Regions from separate parts of the Mus musculus genome. Here regions 1, 2, 3, 4, 5 and 7 are each linked to region 6. The links are chromatin contacts, called in public Hi-C, HiChIP or PLAC-seq and promoter capture Hi-C maps. All regions are on one chromosome and are shown on one strand. The core of a region is the stretch at or near the end of the contact, and the rest is flanking DNA. Distances in the headings are between cores, read along the strand shown. Region 1 overlaps Washc5 (WASH complex subunit 5). Region 2 overlaps Fer1l6 (fer-1-like 6 (C. elegans)). Region 3 overlaps Gm36617 (a long non-coding RNA gene). Region 4 has its middle 31 kb from the start of Fer1l6. Region 5 overlaps Nsmce2 (NSE2/MMS21 homolog, SMC5-SMC6 complex SUMO ligase). Region 6 holds the start of Tatdn1 (TatD DNase domain containing 1). Region 7 overlaps Gm36617 (a long non-coding RNA gene).

What was found. Promoter capture Hi-C pulls out the DNA fragments that hold promoters and counts their contacts. Hi-C and Micro-C count contacts between places; a contact is called where the count stands out from the background. HiChIP or PLAC-seq counts read pairs in DNA pulled down with a chosen protein or histone mark.
Region 1: a contact with region 6 is called in an H3K27ac HiChIP or PLAC-seq map of trophoblast stem cells, with 15 read pairs. The contact joins the enhancer-like site here to the promoter of Tatdn1 in region 6. A contact is called at or near these places in 19 of 39 promoter capture datasets (the C10 cell line, the HPC-7 cell line, the SN4741 cell line and 12 more), 2 of 15 datasets of contacts at CTCF or cohesin (the NIH/3T3 cell line and large pre-B cells), 14 of 484 Hi-C or Micro-C datasets (bone marrow-derived macrophages, cerebellar granule neurons, cortical neurons and 4 more), 23 of 115 datasets of contacts at active chromatin or transcription factors (the SCID.adh cell line, craniofacial prominence, effector CD8 T cells and 15 more) and 4 of 9 other capture datasets (adipose tissue, embryonic stem cells, liver and 1 more).
Region 2: a contact with region 6 is called in a Hi-C map of the G1E-ER4 cell line, with 3 times the contacts expected there. The contact joins the enhancer-like site here to the promoter of Tatdn1 in region 6. A contact is called at or near these places in 4 of 39 promoter capture datasets (the C10 cell line, liver and pre-B cells), 1 of 15 datasets of contacts at CTCF or cohesin (large pre-B cells), 19 of 484 Hi-C or Micro-C datasets (B cells, CD4 T cells, CD8 T cells and 11 more), 6 of 115 datasets of contacts at active chromatin or transcription factors (the 230-238 cell line, the SCID.adh cell line, fetal liver and 3 more) and 3 of 9 other capture datasets (adipose tissue, embryonic stem cells and liver).
Region 3: a contact with region 6 is called in an H3K4me3 HiChIP or PLAC-seq map of the SCID.adh cell line, with 19 read pairs. The contact joins the enhancer-like site here to the promoter of Tatdn1 in region 6. A contact is called at or near these places in 13 of 39 promoter capture datasets (3T3-L1-derived adipocytes, the C10 cell line, cranial neural crest and 7 more), 1 of 15 datasets of contacts at CTCF or cohesin (the NIH/3T3 cell line), 1 of 484 Hi-C or Micro-C datasets (bone marrow-derived macrophages), 11 of 115 datasets of contacts at active chromatin or transcription factors (the 230-238 cell line, the SCID.adh cell line, embryonic stem cells and 4 more) and 1 of 9 other capture datasets (adipose tissue).
Region 4: a contact with region 6 is called in an H3K4me3 HiChIP or PLAC-seq map of the SCID.adh cell line, with 9 read pairs. The contact joins the enhancer-like site here to the promoter of Tatdn1 in region 6. A contact is called at or near these places in 12 of 39 promoter capture datasets (3T3-L1-derived adipocytes, the C10 cell line, the HPC-7 cell line and 7 more), 29 of 484 Hi-C or Micro-C datasets (the 4T1 cell line, the Ba/F3 cell line, the C2C12 cell line and 19 more), 10 of 115 datasets of contacts at active chromatin or transcription factors (the SCID.adh cell line, astrocytes, cardiomyocytes and 7 more) and 4 of 9 other capture datasets (adipose tissue, embryonic stem cells, liver and 1 more).
Region 5: an H3K4me3 HiChIP or PLAC-seq map of embryonic stem cells shows a contact between it and region 6, with 5 times the contacts expected there. The contact joins the enhancer-like site here to the promoter of Tatdn1 in region 6. A contact is called at or near these places in 13 of 39 promoter capture datasets (the C10 cell line, the HPC-7 cell line, cranial neural crest and 8 more), 2 of 15 datasets of contacts at CTCF or cohesin (the NIH/3T3 cell line and large pre-B cells), 19 of 484 Hi-C or Micro-C datasets (the 63-12 cell line, CD4 T cells, the G1E-ER4 cell line and 12 more), 12 of 115 datasets of contacts at active chromatin or transcription factors (the 230-238 cell line, the SCID.adh cell line, T-cell acute lymphoblastic leukemia and 7 more) and 2 of 9 other capture datasets (adipose tissue and liver).
Region 7: a promoter capture Hi-C map of liver shows a contact between it and region 6. The contact joins the enhancer-like site here to the promoter of Tatdn1 in region 6. A contact is called at or near these places in 9 of 39 promoter capture datasets (the C10 cell line, cranial neural crest, embryonic stem cells and 6 more), 1 of 15 datasets of contacts at CTCF or cohesin (the NIH/3T3 cell line), 8 of 484 Hi-C or Micro-C datasets (CD4 T cells, the CH12 cell line, bone marrow-derived macrophages and 5 more), 28 of 115 datasets of contacts at active chromatin or transcription factors (the 230-238 cell line, the SCID.adh cell line, T-cell acute lymphoblastic leukemia and 19 more) and 4 of 9 other capture datasets (adipose tissue, embryonic stem cells, liver and 1 more).

The regions. Positions count from the first base shown.
Region 1 is chr15:59,332,574-59,335,273 of GRCm38.p6, reverse strand. Washc5 (WASH complex subunit 5) reads left to right here. Exons shown (of 29, transcript NM_153548.3): 27 at 33-186; 28 at 1,569-1,656. Among named protein-coding and RNA genes, the nearest start is that of Sqle, 19 kb to the right of the region's middle. Within about 2 kb of position 1,338, at least 27 of the 459 cell types and tissues checked have an H3K27ac peak or open chromatin away from gene starts, as enhancers often do. A contact at or near this core is called in neural progenitor cells, pancreatic islet and trophoblast stem cells, where this site is marked.
Region 2 is chr15:58,584,219-58,586,918 of GRCm38.p6, reverse strand. All of the region lies in intron 18 of Fer1l6 (fer-1-like 6 (C. elegans)), which reads right to left. Among named protein-coding and RNA genes, the nearest start is that of Gm36451, 11 kb to the left of the region's middle. Within about 2 kb of position 1,293, at least 30 of the 459 cell types and tissues checked have an H3K27ac peak or open chromatin away from gene starts, as enhancers often do. A contact at or near this core is called in the G1E-ER4 cell line, LSK cells, the P5424 cell line and 1 more, where this site is marked.
Region 3 is chr15:59,248,846-59,251,545 of GRCm38.p6, reverse strand. All of the region lies in intron 1 of Gm36617 (a long non-coding RNA gene), which reads right to left. Among named protein-coding and RNA genes, the nearest start is that of Gm36617, 4.0 kb to the right of the region's middle. Within about 2 kb of position 1,450, at least 22 of the 459 cell types and tissues checked have an H3K27ac peak or open chromatin away from gene starts, as enhancers often do. A contact at or near this core is called in the SCID.adh cell line and adipose tissue, where this site is marked.
Region 4 is chr15:58,477,333-58,480,057 of GRCm38.p6, reverse strand. No RefSeq gene overlaps it. Among named protein-coding and RNA genes, the nearest start is that of Fer1l6, 31 kb to the left of the region's middle. Within about 2 kb of position 1,422, at least 11 of the 459 cell types and tissues checked have an H3K27ac peak or open chromatin away from gene starts, as enhancers often do. A contact at or near this core is called in the SCID.adh cell line, where this site is marked.
Region 5 is chr15:59,390,952-59,393,651 of GRCm38.p6, reverse strand. The region is part of intron 2 of Nsmce2 (NSE2/MMS21 homolog, SMC5-SMC6 complex SUMO ligase); the gene reads right to left. Among named protein-coding and RNA genes, the nearest start is that of Nsmce2, 18 kb to the right of the region's middle. Within about 2 kb of position 1,436, at least 78 of the 459 cell types and tissues checked have an H3K27ac peak or open chromatin away from gene starts, as enhancers often do. A contact at or near this core is called in the HPC-7 cell line, the NIH/3T3 cell line, adipose tissue and 7 more, where this site is marked.
Region 6 is chr15:58,932,460-58,935,159 of GRCm38.p6, reverse strand. It overlaps Tatdn1 (TatD DNase domain containing 1), which reads left to right and starts at 1,422. Exons shown (of 12, transcript NM_001368428.1): 1 at 1,422-1,481. The coding sequence starts at 1,460. Ndufb9 (NADH:ubiquinone oxidoreductase subunit B9) reads right to left here and starts at 1,359. Exons shown (of 4, transcript NM_023172.4): 1 at 1,222-1,359. The coding sequence starts at 1,322. Gm36559 (a long non-coding RNA gene) reads left to right here and starts at 1,884. Exons shown (of 2, transcript XR_875364.2): 1 at 1,884-2,700.
Region 7 is chr15:59,277,030-59,279,729 of GRCm38.p6, reverse strand. The region is part of intron 2 of Gm36617 (a long non-coding RNA gene); the gene reads right to left. Among named protein-coding and RNA genes, the nearest start is that of Gm36617, 32 kb to the right of the region's middle. Within about 2 kb of position 1,304, at least 65 of the 459 cell types and tissues checked have an H3K27ac peak or open chromatin away from gene starts, as enhancers often do. A contact at or near this core is called in adipose tissue, embryonic basal ganglia, forebrain and 3 more, where this site is marked.

The DNA.
Region 1 (2,700 bases), core at 89-2,588, 400 kb before region 6:
TTCACTGGGTATTGTAACTTGTTCCCTCACAGGCATGGTCTGCCGGAAGCCTGCCGACCCTGTTGACTGGCCACCGCTCGTCCTAGGTCTGCTCACGCTGCTGAAGCAGTTCCACTCCCGGTACACCGAGCAATTCCTGGCACTGATTGGCCAGTTTATTCGCTCCACAATGGAGCAGTGCACAAGGTACAGAGGGCCAGTCAGAAATAGTGGAACTTAATGCCACAAAGAGGGACTGCGACCTGTCAGGACAAATGCCTCTCATCACTGTCCTGACAGGACTGGCGATGATGCTTGAGGTCTCCAAACAAGTCAGGACAAGGAGCGAGCACCAGGTGCTCCTCCTGTGCTCCCCGCCAGGAAATGCCCTGTCGTTCTTCTGGCCGGGGCTGTGTAAGCCTGGGTCTTGGTGGAGATAGGAGACATGGTGAGAAGGCAAGCAGACCTGTGCCTCTGCCATGCTGGTTCCATCTCTCTTCATTCCTGCTCCTCTGCCTCTAAGACATGGAAGGAAGTGATACCTCAGTTTCATGGCCAGGCAAGTCTTTGTTAATGGTGTATAACAAAACAGGAATCGCAAGGTGCTGTTAGAGAACAAAACGTAAACCTTCAGTTTCTGCAAGCGCTATCTATGCTCCCTTCTGTTCACTTGTGGGGTTTCTAGGATAGAACAAAACAAACAAAAGTCATGGCCCTAGGACACTGTGTCAGCTCCACTCCGTGCTGCCTGAAAGGGTCAGCCTAGCTGAACATGAAGTTAGCGGATTGCCATTTGGTTATTTTTGCCCACATAGCAGATCATTCTGCTATGCTATGACCTTGTATGCATCAGCTAAGAGCTCTGAAGCTGAGCCCTCCTTTGGCTTCTCAAGACATTGTCTCACTGTTTCCCAGCCCGGCCCTGAATTTAGTCTGTAGCCCAGGTGGACATTGTATTTGAAATTTTCCTGCATCTGCCTTCAGAGTAGATGGGATTGCAGGTCTGCTACACCAGTCCCAGCTACTCATTTACTTCAAATGGGTGTGCAAACAAATGTAGCTGAAGGCCGAGAGGATGGGGATGTGTGGGCGTTGACAGGCATTGATTGTCTCATGGAGTCTGAAGGACATCAAAGGGAGATAGATGACTCTAGAGTGTAGACCTGTCTGTCCAGACTCTAGACAGACAGCAAGACCAAGTTATAAGCCAGAGGCGAGGTTACGATTGGCTTTGCTTTTCTCTAATTACACCTATTAGCCTGTGTGTGTACACATTATGTACATGTTCCACTCACTGCAAGCATGTGGAGGTCAGAAGACAGGCTTTAGGGAGCCAGTTCTCCTTCCTTCACAGGTTCTGGGCATGGAGCCAAGGCCATCACCCTTAGAGGCAGGTGCCTTTACCCCTGACCTACCTACCAGCTCCTTGTTAGCTTGTTTCCTGTAGGATTGGTTCCTAAATAAGAGCAGGTTAATTACTTCATAGGAATCAAGAGGGTGCCCTGTGGGTTTGTTAGACTTGGTGTACTGCTCAAGGAAGGATGTGTTAACATAACAAAGCAGCTAGCTGACCCAGACTTCTTTTACAGCCAGAAGATGCCTGAAATGCCTGCAGATGCTGTGGGCGCCCTTCTCTTCCTGGAGGATTATGTTCGGTATACAAAACTCCCCCGAAGGGTAAGCCCTCGACAGGAAACGATGACAGTGATGACATACCCAAAGCTGTTAGAAAAGAAGTCCTGTAGGCTGCCTCAGCCCTCCACGGCTGCGCCCTGACGTCCGCTGCACAGGTCTTCCTGTGAGTGAGTTCCAGGACAGCCAGGGCTACACAGAGAAACCCTTTCTCGAAAAACACAAAAAACAAGAGAGAGGTGAAACAGGAACTATTAACTATAAACCAAAAAAAGTGGACATTTCCTTGATACTGTTGTGTTCAGAAGGGAGATGGGTAGATATTAACAGGCAGTTTTAGTAAAGTACAAGCAGGATAAGCATTTGGGGAAGGCTCGGCCCTACTTATATCCAGGTGCAAACCAAGCTAGACTCCCAAGTGAGAGACATGGGGCTCTGGGCTCTGGGCTCTGGGTTTGGAAGAGTTTATTCTCCATGATGTGAATGGGAAAATAGCAACCTCTGTCTTTAAGGGGAATTTAGCTTTGTGCTTTAAAGCTTCAATGGTGTAATCACCCCAGAGTCCCAGAAATGCACTGGTAGGAATTTACTTGCTAGAGATTAACATACACAATACAAAAGCATGCCGATGTTTCCTAATCCATGTACAAGGGTATACCTAGATTTTGCAAAAGTATCATGAGATTGCAAGGTCCATCAGCCTTTCCCATGATGAGCTGAATCCAGTCTTCTTGTCTTGTTTCTGGTCTCCTATCTCATGATTAAGTCTCTCTTTAAATGTCTTTAATACAATATTTATGCACATTCTGTCTCTTCCCTCTCTCTCTCTCCTCTCTCTCTCTCACACACACACACAGTGTTTTGCAAATGTTTCTCTAGCTCACAGAGATCACCTGTTCCATTCCCCCACCTCACCTCCATGCCACCCTCCTCCTCCTCCTCCTTTTCCTCCTCCTCAAAGCAGTTAAGGAATGCAGGCCTTTCCAGACCTTCCTGTTTTCCTCTGGCCTCTGGGTTTCTCCTTTGTCTCTCGTTGGCATACTCCCAGATCCTAGTGCCATTGGGAGCAAAGCCTGCTTGTAGAGGCAG
Region 2 (2,700 bases), core at 44-2,543, 350 kb after region 6:
CTTTAATGAAAAACAATAGAAAACATCATTCCTTCTACTGCTAGTGAAGAAACTATGAGTGTTTGTGCATGTGTGTGTGTGTACATGTGTGTATGTGCTTATGCATGTGTGTGTGAATGTGTGTTTGTGAGTGTGCTTGTGTGTATATGGGCATGTTTGTAAGTGTGAATGTGTGTGTGTGTGTGTGTGTGTGTGTGTGTGTGTGTGTGTGTGTGTGTGTGTTTGTGTGTGTGTGTGTGTGTGAATTTATAGTGAGAACCAAAAAATCAACTCACACATCCAGGTTTGATTTATTCAACCCTTTGAGACCAGAATGGAGAGCAGATAAAAACAAACAAACAAACAAACAGCCAAGAATGAAGAGGTACATAAACAGCTCTGATAGCCGACATCAAATTCTGCAGGAGATGTAATGCTCAAATCTTAGCCTTCCCTATGCCTCATCTACCTCCTCCTCCCAAAATGAACCTAACAGATAGAAGGTCTGTTAAAGTCCCTGGTAGAGTTTGGAAGTCAAATGTCCTTCCTGGACACAGCCAGTGGCACTGTTTGGGGAGGCTATAGAACCTTGGGTCTGTAGTCTAGCAGAAGGGTCTTTGAAGATGATCTCTCTTGTTTTGGCCCGTTGTCTCTGATTCTTGGCCTGTACACACAAGAAGCCTCTAGCAAAAGCTCTTGTTGCCACAGACCCAGGCTAGTGACCATTCCTTCACCCACCCCACCATGAAGACCTGTGTCACCTCACCTGTGAGTCAAAGCACATCCTTTATGCCCTGAGATGCTTCTGCAAGGCACATTCTGACAGGGCAACAGGCAGAGTGACTAATTCAATTGTACACAGATACTCTGGGGCAATAAATAACAAATATGATTTTCAAAACTGTGGGTGATTCTTGGCTGTAGATCTAGCTGTCATTTTCTGATCCGTGGGCACCGGGAAAGTCTATGACTTTCCAGCGTGACAACCACAACCTCCTACAGGTCTTTGAATGTTTAGGGGGTGCATACCCAGCAGACAGCTGTGCCACAGAATCAACTTTGAAGAATTTCTGGCGTAGAGAAAATCTACAGTCTGTGCTTCTTATTTCCACTTCTGAATTCTCCACTAGGAACTCATCATGAGACTGGGCCTTCTCCTATCGTCTTGGCTTTTTTATTTTTCAGACTTACGGTTTCAGAAAGGAGTGGGGGTGGGGTAGAGAATAAAAGGAAGTGGCAGGTGAGAGGGAGTTGAAATGGGAGTTGACAGTCAGAACAAGAAGGGAAACAGAACCGGTCTTGCTGAATCACGCTTTCCAGAAGCTTGCTCCCTCCCCGGGTGGTGACTGAATTCAAGGAGACTGAGTGATCATCCAGGGCAGTCACAGTGGCAACAGGAAAATGCAGATAAAGAAAGCCATAAACACATTGATAAAGATAACGCGCATGCTGGATACCTGTGGAAAAGCATTTCTCCGATCTAGCGGTACCTTTTCCCTAGCTTGATTTGACAGCAGCTCTTTGTTCTAATTTTGTACGGTGCCAGGATACACCAAAATATTTAGCAGAGAGTAACTTCATACCACTCTCTAGTATTTTTAGCACAGGCCCTCCGGAAACGATTTGCTATTTTTAAGACAAACCTTTCTAGTTTCTGTAGCACTCTTTGAATGGAGAAGGTAAAAGAAAGTCTCTGATATTTGGGATGAATGACTTAGGTTATATATATATATATATATATATATATATATATATATATATATATATATATATTGACTTTTTTCACTTATAGTTTCATAGGAGCAGATGTTTAAGAATTATTTTACAGACAGGACAGAAAGAAATAAGCAAAGTCACTGTGTTAGTTCCTTCTCTCGCCAATGTGCCAAATTCCCAGCAAAGGCAACTTCAAGAAAGGATTCATTTTGGCTCATGGTTTAAGGGAGCCTACCATCAACCATGGTGTGGGGGAAGTTTAGGGGTGGGGAAGTGTGGGGGTGGGGGGAGGGAGTGAGGACAAAGTGGCTGTCTATCAGGTCCACAGGAAGAAGGCAGAGGCAGATGAATGCCGGTGGTTGCTTGCCTCTTTTCCTGTCCTTCCCTCTTATTCAGTCTGAGACCCCAGGCCAAGGGATGATGCCACACATTCTCAGGGTGGGTCTCCCCATATCGGTTAAGGGTTTCTGGAAGCACACTCATGGTTAGACCCGGACTGTGCCCCAAGGTCAATTCTAAATCCAGTCAGATTAAGCCCCACAGCCACAAACAACTGAAGAGGGCTCTGCAGGGGATAGCAAGTTCTCAGAGGTGCTGGACCCACAGTTTCTTAAACACTGGTATTTACTGACTGATGATGGCGTAAGGCACAAATATGTGTTCTTTGCTTGAGTTTATTCACTTAATCCTCACAGGCATATCCATGTAGTGGAGGAAAAATAGAATAAACTTCTTCAAACGTATGAAAAATATTAAGCAGTCTCACCAAGATCACACAGCCGGTAAATATTTGCCCAGAACTCTGTTATGGATTGAATAATGTTCCTCCCAGAGTCATCTGTTTTAGATCTTAATCTTCAGTCATCAGATTGCTACCCTATTTGGAAGTGGAGTCACTGCAGATGTAATTAGTCAAATGACTAGACTGAAATAGGATGGTCCCTAAATTTAATATGACGTGCTCTTATCAAAAGAACACGTCCTTTCTTCTTCTACCTCCTTCCT
Region 3 (2,700 bases), core at 201-2,700, 320 kb before region 6:
ACCTCGTCACTTCTTTTGGAACATCTCTTATACACAGCCTAATAAAAATAAGGGGGAAAAAAAAACAGTGAACAAACCATTAAGCACACAAGTAGAAATGATAATAAATGGAATATTTCCTGAGATAACGAGGGGAGGGGTGCCTTAGCTTATAACTCTGAATCTATATGGCTCCTTTGAGAAGGGAATACATGTACTGAGCCTGGTCAGATGGGACTTAGGGGAACATTATAGTTTTTTTTAAAAAGAGCATCTAAGAATCTTGACCTCTGATTAGACTTCATCAAGGCCGCCATGGGCAGAGTCCCCACCTCCCACCAGATTCTAGTGGGCTTTATGTTGACAGTCCTCAACTCCACTGGAGAGTGCAGCGCCCTAAGCCCACTGGGAACTGAGGTATGGGGTAGTAAGTGAAGTCTAGATGCCTCTTGAGAGAGGTGGGCCAAGAGCTATAAGAGGTCGCAGGACAACTGAGAATCTTTGTCTAAACCTGAGAAGCTGGATGTGTTAAGTCCCACGAGCAGATATGGGATTCGGAACCGGGGAAGCTGCTAGGCTTTGAAATGAGAGAAATTCAGGGGTGGGCTAGGAGAAGGGGAATCACATGTGCAAACTGACGCCCAGAGCTTTCTGACATTTACCGTGCCCAGGTTAGGTGCCCAGGCTACATTTACTGTGGCCTTGATCACACAGGCAGCTTAGGGGGTCTGCCCCCACCTCTTCGTGTGTGCTAGAGAAGCAAATGCGCATAATACGGAATCTCACCCAAGCCTCACACACCGAGGTCCTTGTGTGGACATTATCTCCATTTTACAAATGAAGGCTTCATCTGAGGCTCAGAGAGGGCAAAAGAGTTGTCCGAAGTCACAAGTAGGCAAAGCTGGCCTTGGGGGATAGATCCAAGCACCATCTAAGGTCACATGGAGGGAAAGGGGCACAGTGGGTCTGTTCAGAAAGCTACTTAGACAGGGTATCGCAAACCTTTGGCCTAGCAGCCAAAGACGGCGCACAGCAGGTTTGGGTTTGGCGACCTGACAAGAGGAGACTGTGCCGCCTTCAGGCAGGGACCACATTTTATCTCATTTATCACGAGGCCCCTGCTTATTCCTTCAATTAAGTCCTGCCGAGTACTAGAACTCGGGTGTCAATGGTGGCCTCATCCTAGAAAGGCCTTTCTTTAGCACCGGAAGCTGGCTGAGGACGGACATCCTCCTAACCTCACTGCCCACTCTGTGGCTAGTCCCGTACTGTGACAATGGGCCCAATAATTCAGGGAAATGGAGCCCAAGTACTCGTGTGGTCTAGTAAACTTCCAAGAAGTCTAAAATACGCAAGCCTTTCTCCTGTCTAAAAGCATATTACATGGAGGCAAGGGCCTTGTTCGGGAAGCAGGGACTGCATGCCCAGTCCAAGCACAGCAAGAAAAAGGTAAGTGGCCACCTCTCTCCCTGGGAGTTCATTAAGAGCAGGAAGCAGTTGGTGGTCTCCAGATGGGAACAGACAACAAAGCAGTTGGAACATGTTGAGGTACCTGGCAGCTGCACAAAGCTGGGGGAATTGTACGGGTCTAGGGTGTAGTGGTGCATGCTTGTAATCCCAGCTCTTGGAAGGCAGAAGTAGGAGGATTAGGGGTTCGAGGCCAGACTGAGTTAAATGCCAAAAGATGAAAGAAAGATCAGTATGAAGATTAGTCCTGATGTTCAAGCTACCTTTCAATCTCCTCTTCCTGTGTTTTATATTCTTGGGAGCAGTGTGGCAGCCAGGCTCTGGGCTTTTGCCTTCAGTCATATAGCCTGTCTCTCTGGTTTGGAATTAAATAGCCACTGCTGGGAATCCCAGGAGAAATTTGTAATTGTCCTTTGTAAAATGCTAGCTAGTCTCAGAATCCTTGGAGTTTCTTGAAGCACAGCTTACAGACCTGCCTTGCCTCCGAGATCAGTTAAAGGGACTTTGAGGTGTATGTCTATAAGTTGTCATGGGCAAAGGAAGTCACTTTCCTGAACTCAAAATAACCATCTGTGTGCTAACTTTGTCTTTAAGAGGAAAGCCATACCTTTTTGGTCAATTTAAGTGGCCATGGCAGTCTTAGAGAAAAGCAAGAATCAGATATTTTGTTTCTTAAATGTCTTGAGAATTTTTTAGCACAAAAACCGGGACATTGGAGTGGAGACGGGCTCACTTAGAAGAAAAGCGACTCCTCTCAAAAGATTAAGATGACAAATAGCAAAAGAAGGCACTCTAACCCTAAACCTCACCCCTCAAAAAGTCAATTGTGCTACCAAGAATGGGTGGGACTTATGACAATTCACGTCATTCAAACAATAACAGCCAATGAGACCTGACTCATTAGGGTCACAGCCTGCTGCCGCCTCGCCCCCCCCCCCCCCCCGCAGGTTCTGAGTTTACTGTTTTTCAATGCCTCAGCCATGCTCTCCTTCCCTGATCTGTTTTGAATTTCCTCTCCCCTAATGTGTATTTATGTCTCTCTGGTTACAAGCTGACAAGAACAGCCCCTAGCATATCTGCTTCCGCTCAGGCCCTGACGTCATTTACTTAATTTCCTCAAGTTTTCCTTTCCTTTCCATTAAACCAGATGGTCTTACGAAGGTGAAGGGGGTGGGGTTAGGGAGAGGTGGCAGCTTTGGATTTTAACTAACAAATCAATGAAATCGACCAACTAGCTGACTGCTCAAAAAAAAT
Region 4 (2,725 bases), core at 173-2,672, 460 kb after region 6:
AGTAGATAAATGATAGATAGATAGATAGATAGATAGATAGATAGATAGATAGATAGATAGATAGATTAGATAGATTAGATAGATAGATAGTCATCTTGGCTTTTTGTTCATTGGTCTATCTATACTTCACACACACCATGCAGAGGACTGTTAATGGTTTTAAAATTCGGAAGGTAATTCTTGATTTTAAATACAATTGTGAAAGCAGTTTAAGCCAGAGAGGAAAGGAAACAGCACACTGAGCAGAAAATGTCACTGTGTTAAGTTTTCATTCTCCCTTCTGTGTGAATAAGGAGAACTCAAACCTTTGAACAGTCTTAACCAAGAACCCAGTTTGCAGCTTTCAACCCTGGATGTTCAAAGACTCCCCTGGGAACCTAGTCCTGAAAACCCTAATTCAGTTTCTCTAGGGTGAGGTCTGGGAAGAACATTTATGTCTCATCCAAGGTGGTTCTAGTGCACCCACCCTAACTAAGCAACTGCTCCTTCCTTTGACTGTAGGATTATATAACAAAAACAAAAAAATTACACACACACACACACACATACACACCCCATGGAGATCGATCAAGAGCTGCATTTGAACTTCAGCACCTCCTGTCTATAATAGAGACCTGTCAGCACTGAGGTCTCTTCTGTAACACCAGAGCACTAAGCCCTTTCACCTCTCCTGCCCTGTTCATTACTAGATAATATCATGAATCGTGATAGCGCAACAGTCAGAAAACCATCACGGCATTGTGATCACAGCAAATAAGCAAGGAAGCGTGGCTGGAGGACAGATGGTGGTCTTTGCTATGTGGGTAAAGAGCGGGTAAGGTCCAGGGATAAAGAAGACCTGAGCCACACACAGCCGGGAAAGGTCCCAAGAACCATCTTTTTTCCAGGCTCCCGTCTGGAAGTATCAGTAACAGTTGGCACACCATTTCTGCAGGAGGTGCTCTTCCCTTAGCACAAGCACACCCTTCCTTATTCAAGGCCAAGGAGCAAAGTATTCCATCAGGTACAGGTTGATCCTTTCCTTAAACAGAAAGGTTGGGGTGGGTGGGGTGGGTTTGGTTCCGTTTGCTTTGGTTTCCTTTGTTTTGGTTTCGTTTGAGGCCATCTCAAAATGCTCCTCGCTCTAGACAGACTATTGAAGATTTCACTGAACCTCACGCCTGTCAGTTGATACATGGCTGTTCTGTAAGTCCCTCGAAGTGGAGAGAGCAGGTCAGGATTCTTAAGCTCGTCAGAAATGTCCGTCCTTCACTGACTAGGTCACAGGTTTCAGGAGACAAAAACAACAACAAGTGCGGGCTGGTTTCGTGGTTTTGTTTTCTTCTGTACACTGGATGATCACTCTCTTAAGTGGTTTGGATGCCCTGCTTTGTCCACACCCGCAGGCTGCCTGGAGGTCATAGCTGATGTGTGAGGTTTCTGACTCCCTGCAGAGGCCGTGCCTGTGCCCGATACAGTGAAGACGTTTCCGCCTACTCATCCTCAAGGCTGGCCAAGTAGGGGGCCTGGGAGATGGTCTGTGTGTTGTGCGCTTGCTGGACAAGCATGAGGATTTGAGTTCAGATCATCATTTCAGTAGAAGCTGGGCCCAGGGTTGCATCATGTAACCCTAGTGCAGGGAAGGTGGAGGCAGGGGGGTGCCCTGAGCTCAATGGCCAGCTAGTCATTCCAATAAGTGAGTTCCGGGTACAGGGAGAGACCCCCCAAATAAGGTGGGTGCCAATCGAGGAAGACAGCAGAAATCAAGCTCTGGCCTGTCTATACATGCACAAGTTCATATGCATTTTTAAAAAGTAATTCGACTCCATCCAAGCAAGCCTATGGCAACCATCTAATAAATATTACCTACACTTCTTATTAATATAGCCACTTCCTGAAGAATCTTTAGAGCTTGTGAATTGTGTAATTTCAGACAGTTTGAGTCTTCATGTCTGCCTCTGCAGCACCTACTCCGATTCTGGGACCTTGTCCAGTGCCATTCACCTTGGACAATTATATATCTACCGTGTGCCAAATGCCATTCTGAGTACTGGGACTCTGTGACAACTAAATCCTTAAATCTTGTTGAAGATCCTAGGGTTCAGTAAGGCTCCTTTGAGATCTGTAGAAAGAAGGAAAGGAAAGAGGGAAGCAGAGTGGGGGTGGGGAGGAACAGAAGGCAGGAAAGCACAGGTTTGACGCTCACTGCATTGACTTTCATGGCATTGTCTTCCTTAGGGATACTGTTTCTCTGATAAAGCACCTACAGTACCATTGACCAAAGTCAACTTGTGGCAGAAAAGATTTATTTCAGCTTACAAGTCTTAGGTCAAACTGTCATCAGTGAGGAAAGTCAGGGCAGAGTTGAAACGGGGCAGGAAACTGTAGGCAGCTGATTCGGGGTGGGGGGAAGGGGGGGGGATAGAGTGCTGCTTCCTGGCTTGCTCATTCACCCTGGCTTGCTCAGTTGGTTTTTTGTACTCTCCAGGACCACCTATCTACAATGGGCTGGGCCCTCCTGCATCAATCATCAATTTAAAAAAAAAAAAAAAAAAAAGTCCTACTCAGAGACTCTGAGAGTGAGTACAAGACCTGCACAGGTTCAAACCAGACAAAATCCCAAAATCCCAGCACTGAGAAGGAAAAGTAGGTCCAGAGTCTCACCTCTAACCAAGAAGCTCCTTGCAGCTGACACCTGGTGGAAGAGGGAAAATGGGGTTTCCCCACAGGGGGGTCAGTAGGTGTG
Region 5 (2,700 bases), core at 187-2,686, 460 kb before region 6:
ACTCATGCATACAAATAATTGTTAATCATAGATCACCTATACATCTTTTGTAAGAGATGTGTGCATCCTGACATATAGACCGGGGTTCTGTCGTAAAGGAAGAGGTCTGATTCTTTTTTCTGTCACACATACCAATAATCTACTAATTAGAAATACCTTGCTTACTACCACGTAGCTTTCCCAATCTTTGCATTTATTCTTATTTGCCGTAGCTGCTAATTAACCTTTTCAAAGCATGGGCCAAGAAGTAATTGGTGATCAATCAATTTTTTAAAAAATTAACAATTACCTAATAATGAAAACCAAACAAGTTCAAATAAACAATTTAAATAAGTTTTATATGATACTCTACAGTACTGTACTGTACTGTACAGTATCATGTTGTACTTTGCCTAAGCACTATATCAGAACCCAGAGTCTCCAGGTGCAGATGCTATAGCTAAGAGCTAATGAGCCAGCCCTGTAAGTTGTTGCCCTTACACAGCCCTCACACAGAGCCAAATCTGCCTCTTCCCCAATGCTAGTCACAATCTAAAACACCCTGACTGTGGTCCGAGTCATCTAGCTCAAGTCACATATTAACGAGGCCTCCTTCCACACAGTATAGGATTTCCCCCATCTCTCTGAAACCTTTAAGTATAGGCACCTTCCTTTGTCTGGCAGGACTAAAGCTATGGCATCAGGGTGGGACCACAGGACAGGCTGTGCTGTTAATAAATACCCTGTCCTAAAGACAACTGAACTCAATACGTCTCTTTCTTGAATACCATTCTCTTCTCACTCCCAAAAACCTAACACGCAGTCCAGAAGAAAAGTGAAATCTTCATCTTCAGGTTAAAGTGGTCACTGCTGCCGTCACCAGTTTACAATGGCAGTAATTAATTTAGAATTGAATAAATACTCTCAACCTTCCTCTCTCAGGTATGCACACTTACAGAGAGCCCATGAAGAACTTCTCAGTGAGTATAACTTCCCAGCTAGCACCCCCTTCTCCTCAATTATTCGCCTTATTCTTGACCAGACACAAAATAACTGCCATGAATACGAAACCAGGTGTGCTTATGGATTCCTGTAATCTCAGCCTTCTGGAGGATGAGGTAGGAGGGTAGTAACTTTGAGGCGAGCCTGGGTTACATGGTAAGACCCTGTCAGTAAAAAATCACAAAGCAAGGAGTGTGTGTGTGTGTGTGTGATAAAAGGTGGCTTTCAACTCTTCTTGTAAGTTTAAGACGCACAGTGAACCCCAATGAAAAAGACTGCTGGTTTTAAATCAACCTTCGCCATGACAGATGAGGACTCTACTGAAGGGCAAGAACAGATCCAAAGGTAAAGAAGCTGCCTTTCAACTTTGCTCTCTGATTCCACAGGCCTTAAAAAAAACATGCAAGAATATGCCTCTTGCAACTGTGGTCACATGCAAAAGTGAAGCAAGAAGCACATCTGTTTGGAGCTGGCCTCAAATGCCTCTAGTTCTTCTCCAAACCAGGTTCACAACTCCCACCCACAGAGAGAAAGCCAGGGCCTGAGGCGGCACCCAGGGACAAGCAAATTAGCATTCCCAAGGTCAACTGCTGACAGGCTTAATTGTTTACAGCAACTAGAATATGCTGGCTGCCGAAGTTAAGAGGCTTAACCTTCCAGCTTGCCCAACAGCATATGAAACTGATTTACCACATCAGCTACAAAATATGAAGAACTGTAGATGTGGATTCAAATGAACACACAACATTTTATACAGAAGCAAATGTAACAGGATCCTCAGAAACAATGCACTTTTTATTTTAAGCTGGCTAAACAATTTGGGGAAAACCCTAAAATACTAGCCACAGTTTCAGCAGAGGAGAGTGCAGGAGAAACTGAGTGTCTCATTCTTCCACCGGTTTGATTGGAAGACTCACCAGAACTGCTAAAGAGCTGCAGATCTAGCTGATTTGGCCATCTCTTATTTCTTACTCTGTCACAGAGAAGTGAAATAACCCTTATGTGTCTTTTGTCATCTCATAAAGTGTTATATGTGACCAATAAGCATAAGCAGTGTGGCTAGTCTGGAGTCTAGTGTACTGTAGGATTCTGATTTCAGTGCCCACGCTGTGTCAAAAGAACTCCTTAGGAGCTTTCATATTTATGACACATAAAAATATTTTATCTTTATTTACTTTTTAAATTATATTTGTGTGTATAGATGTTTTGACTGCATTATGTCTACGGATATACTATGGACATGAGTAGTGTCTAGTGTAGAAGCAGGTGTGGTATAGCCTGGGTTATAGGAATTGAACCTAGGTCCTCTGGAAAAGCAGCCAATCCTCTTACCCATAAAGCCATCTCTCTGGTCCCGAAAAATAGTTTCAGATACACTAGGTTAAATAAAACATTACAAATCTCTCCTTCCTCCATATTTTATGAAAGAAGGGCAGTAGAAAATTTTAAATTACACATGTGGCAAACACTGTAGTTTTATCAGGCTGCACGTGTACACATAAGTAATGGTATACAGAAACGCACAGCATGAATACAGGACTTCGTCTGTAACGGGGAAAGAACAGTGTGGGTAATGATCTCTAGAAGAATCAAGCTGCTTTCAGCTGTGCTACGTGTCGTCCTCATAAAAGCTCCTTCCCTCTGACCACAAGACATTAAAACTTTATGTCATTAAAAGAGGACTACAGTGCTTCACAAAAGGCTCCTCATGTCAGTTCT
Region 6 (2,700 bases), core at 173-2,672:
CCCACAAGTTTACAGGCCAGCTGGCCTAGCATGCCAGCAGTGCTGTCCCAACAAGGAGGAAGGCAAGGTTGTCACACAGGTGATATCAACACGGGTTTTTTTGTTTGTTTTGTTTTAAGGGAACTGATGCGGACAAGGACTAAGAAAAGATGTCAGCTTTCAAATCTGTTAGTGCTGTCATAGTAGCTAGTTTGATTATTCCCTCCATGAATATGAGCCCTAATATCTCCAACTGTACTATAACACTGTCTGGATTCTTGAAGTCTTAACTTCTTCAGTAACACTGTTCCTTCTGAGTTTCCCCGTCACGTTCCCCGTTAATCCATGGGATTGCAGCTCAAAATCAAGGGTTAACTGTCATTTATTTGCCATCCAGAATGGACGCTGAATTGCAAATTCTGTTAAATAAATAAGAAAAACTTAGGAAAGAAGCTAGCAACTGTTCAGCATTGTACACTGCACCAGCCTGCATAACAAAGAGATGTAACCACAAACTTGTATCCTAGGATTCCAGGGTTACCCTCTGCAGGTCTTACAGGGTTACTTGATTTTCCATCTTTTTCTTGGAAGTCCTCCTTGTGGGATTAGGTTTTAGGGTAAGAGTGTAGCGGTATGGGACTTACACATCTTCGGTTGTCACTGCCCCTTGCATTTCTTTTAGGTCATGAAAGTCTACACGTTTTAACACTATATTGTTGTTTGTTTGTTTGTAAGAAGGGTATTTTTTTTTTTTTGGCCTAGCCTCAAACTCATAATGTAATGGAGAATATCTGTCTCCCCCAACATATGCCACCGTATGAGACTTAACGAGAAGACTAGTAACAATGGTTAAAGAAATAAAATGACGTAGGAGGTGGAATAGAATGAGCCTGCTTATCTGTAAAATCAGGCTAAAATAATCACTAATATCTGAGTTACTCTGCAAACTAAAGATAATGGACAAATTACTGTTAAGGTTAGGGACGACAGAGTCATAAAAACGTTAGCTTTAGATCCATGACAATGACAGTCCTAGGTACTTTTTATTTCTTCATGCAACTTTCTACGCTGGGTCCTGGTTGCGCCCCACACAATCATCTCCGCCAGATCAAGCAGAGAGGACTGCATCGGGACCCGGGTTCAAGGGCGGGCTCCCTTCACTGTGTCCCCCAAGTCCTTGATCAGCCTGGCCCACGGGGCCCCTCGGCTTCCGTCCCCGAGCCCCGGGTCCCCTCTCCCCACCTGTGGATACACCATGACTCGAGGTGGCGCAGCGCGCGCTTATACAGCCGCAGCACCTTCTGCTGGTGGGTCAGGTAGGCCGGGGGAGCGCAGAACGCCATAGCGTCCGGCTCACCTTCAGCGGCCGCCGCGGGGGCTGCCGGGAACCCGGAAGCGGGCGGTTGTGAGGCGGAACCGGAAGGACGAGCGTGCTCTGAGCCACTTCCGCTTTTCCCTGGGAGGAGCCTGCCGCGCCGTCATGAGTCTCTTCAAGTTCGTGGGTAAGGGCAGGTTTGTCTTGGTCGTGAGCCTCGCTGACAGTCCCGGGTCCCCTTTTCGCGGCATGGCCTTTCCAGGGCACGGAAGATGCCCGGAGGCCTCGCGTGCTGGCAATGACTGATCTGGTTCTTGCTGGAGGATGGTTTCCCTAGTGCATGTTCATTTATGAGCATTCCCGGGCAATGAATCATTGTGACTTGTGCTTTTTTTGTGTGTGTTTAATTCAACTGGAAAGAGAGGAATAGGTGTGGGGTGTGCTTCAGCCGTAGACTGATCGCCTAGCATGGGCTAGTCCCCGAGTCCTCCCATCTCTCAAAAAGCACCGCCCCCCAAGCCAATCACTTTTCTTCTGTCTTTCGTGAACTCTTCTACATGGCCGGCCTGACAGTCCCTCCAAGGTACCGGTTCACTCAGTCATCCCTTCATACCACAGACAACTCTGGGAGGCTTGACATTGAGTCCCGGGAATGTGGCCAAGTCCTGCTCACAGGCCATCTAGACATAAACGGGAGTCCTCAGACGGGAGGGGGTGGCAAATTGTGTCGCCTCGCAAGTTCCACGATCCATCCGACAGCTGGAGAGTGCGGCAAGGATTCAAAATGGGGGACATTGTAAGAGTCAGGGTTGGAAGGATAACTTGGAACCCTAAAGTCTCGATTACTTAAATTTCACTTCTATTGGGAGTGGCGTTCCAATGAAGGCTTTTCAGCAAATCTTTGAGTGCCAGTTGTACGGAAAGAGTCTTGCCTTCTGGGATACCGATGTGGGTAGTCTCAGTATGAACCTCGTCGTTGTGGACTTTCCCTGCTATTTAAGGGTGGGAAGTGACAGGGAGGAGGTTACCCTGATAGTCGTTTTGTAGATTTTGTGGCAGATAAGGGGACGAATGTAAGTATTTCAGGTTTTGCAAACAGGGAAAAGAATAGAAAAAGAGAAATGGGATGGTTGTGCATAGCATTTAGCACTGACTGTTCATGCCTGTTGTGGGAAGTGAAGACCCAAAGATGGCAGGTTAAGAAATACCTAGGCCATCTGGATCTAATAGATTAGGTCCATTCGTGAGTTAAAGGACATCCAAATAGAGACATCCTCCGAGCACTCAAAAGTGGAATCAGGAGAGTGGTTAAGGTTATACAGTAAAATCTGAGAGACACCTTAAGCAATATATTTTCCCAAGACACTGTATTTAAATATGGAGTTGTGAGAAATCTAGTCGTGAGT
Region 7 (2,700 bases), core at 55-2,554, 340 kb before region 6:
TAGAGAAAAGGATAAGGAACTCTAAGGCTCAGACTAGGGGGAGGTTGCTAGCTGAGGGACAGAACACTCCCCAGGTCTCTGGGGCGCAGGGGGGGGGTGAGGGGAGGACCTGCAGGTTTGGACTTGAGAATCGGAAAGTCTTGAGAAGCAGAAAGGAAGAGAGAATGGGCGCTTTTGTATCTAATTACACCCATTTAGTTGTCTAGGCAGCCCCTTTATCACCATGCACTTTGCAGCTCAGCTCTTTCAACAGGGTCTAATTACCTTGCCTAATTACCACCTTAACGTCACTTACCACCACTCTCACTCTCTTCCCTCGGATCCCGCAAGCAGGGCCCTCTGCGGGCAGTGGGATTTTATGAGCAAGTTAAGATGCCACTGTGCAAAGCAAGCTTGGGAAAGACTGTATTCTAATAGGTATTAGTTAGGGAAGCACTTGGTACAGCAACCCACAGCCTTTAAAACACACACACACACACACAAAACTTGGGGCAGTTGTAGAATGGAAACCAATGTGAAAGCAAGCAGAGAACCATCTGAGACTCTGATCTTAATTTTTCCCGGCTCCAGAATGTGATTCTGCCAGTTTAAAGGGGTTTTTTTCTTTCTTCACATCCAAGTGTATAAATGCTGTGCTCAGCAAGTCATACCCAGCCAGCGTTAGGAAATAATTCTGCAGGAAAGAAATAGGCCATACGGCTATAACCGGCTGAACGAAAAGTAGGTCATGGCCATAGCACAGGGCTGCTGGCCAGAGCCCTGGAGCCAGAAGGCAGCCATCTGTGAGGAGACAGGACAGTGTCTTTCCTCACTCACTGTGCAGATCCATTCTATTCTACTCCCTACTATAAGCCTGCAATGTGACACTTGTCACCCCTAACATTTTGTCCATAGGATCAGTCTGAGTCTCTTTGTTGGTTGGTTGCCTGGGCCGAGACCTGTTCCCCAAGGCTTCTTCCTTCCACACACAGGGTGGCTGGGTCCTAGGTGGCTGGGAGGGTTGACATATCCACGTCTCACCTGCAGAGACACCCTGATTTAACAACATTTGCTAAGTCACTTATTAAATAAAAAGTCCCATTTTTTTTTCCATCTATAAAATAGGACACAACCCTTCTCTAGGTTTTGTTTTTCTTTTGTGTAAGAGTTCAGTTCGAGAATCATGGGTCTGCATGATTCTTTTACTGAGCACGATGTTCATCTTGCAACTGCCGGGCAAGCTTGTCACTCAGACAAGCCATGCAACACCTGTGCATCTCCATATCCTCATCACCAATCAAGGGGTGACTTTGAAGGAGCTGTAGCCGGGACGGACTGGAAGGTAAACACTGGCTAATGCGTCAGAACTGCTGAGGTCAAAGCTGGCCCACAGGGAACCTGTCTGTACTTTCATTTTCCTTCCCTCCTGTCTCCAGAAAGCTGGACACACTGAACATACATGTTCAGGTGTCTCCCATGTTTCTGAGACTAATATCCCTTGCAAATGTTCAGGCAGAAACAAACTACATGGGTCCCCCTTGTGAGACTTGCCTGTTTGTGTTTGTTTCCTAAGGGCACGGTGTGGGAGAAATCCCACGATTTAAAATTTCCAATGAAGTCACTGGAAATTTAAGTTGAACAAGCTTGACATGAAGAGGCTTGAACGGGTGCACTCCTTGCTTCCCTTTGCCATCCTTCATGACATTTGTGACATGCCACCCTCAGCCGCCCAGTTGGCTTCTGGAGGAAAGATGCTTCCCCCAAAGACGCCACTTAGTCATCTGCTGAGCAGAGGAAAGCATCCACATGCGGCCCAAGGGAGGGAGTCTGGCCTGTTCAAAACGCAGACTGGGAAGAGACAGCCCGTGAGAGGACCAGAGGGGACTCTGTTCCCCACCTCCCTCTCTCTCTTCCTCTCCCTGTCTTCCTCTGTCTCCTTCCCTTCCATCTCTCCATCTTCCCCTCTTGTATTGTGTTCCTTAGAATTTTTTTTTCAATCATGCACACTTGTGCCTGTGCACATTCATGGTGTGAGCACAGCCAGAACAGAGTGTCAGATCCTCGTATGACTACAAATGGAACCACCTCAAAAAATAAAAACAGAGTCTGAGGGCTTTTTTTTTTAAATTATTACAAGTATTTGTGATGTGTCTATATGTATATGTGTGTGTGTGTGTGTGTGTGTGTGTGTGTGTGTGTTTAACAGCATACATGTGAGGGTCAAAGAACAACTTGTGGAAACTGGTTCTCTCCTTCCACCATGTGGGTCTTGGGAATCCAACTCAAGTTGTCAAGCTTGGCAGCACCTGCCCTTCCTACTGAGCCATCTCACCAGCCCAAGTCTGAGGGTCACAATGTGAGTTTTAAGCCACAGTGTCTCCCCTACGGAGCATAGTTAACATTTATATGTGCAGTCACATTGTTTTCTATCTACTCTGGCGACAGCACCCCTGGGTAGGGGCAATGGTTGTAGCCTATGACTTGGAACAAGAATCTGGAGGAGAAGGAAATGGCTGATACTTGGTCATTTGGGGTGGGATGAAAGGAGATGGGATGGATACCCACTTCCATGTCACCAGAGAGCAGCAGAGACATTCTCGTGGTGATATGGGATCCGTCAGCCATGGGTTGAAGGTTGACAGTGACTCTAGAGTACTTTGGGGATATAACAAGTGACAACATCTCATGACAGCTTCAGGTAGCATTTTCCATATCATATCT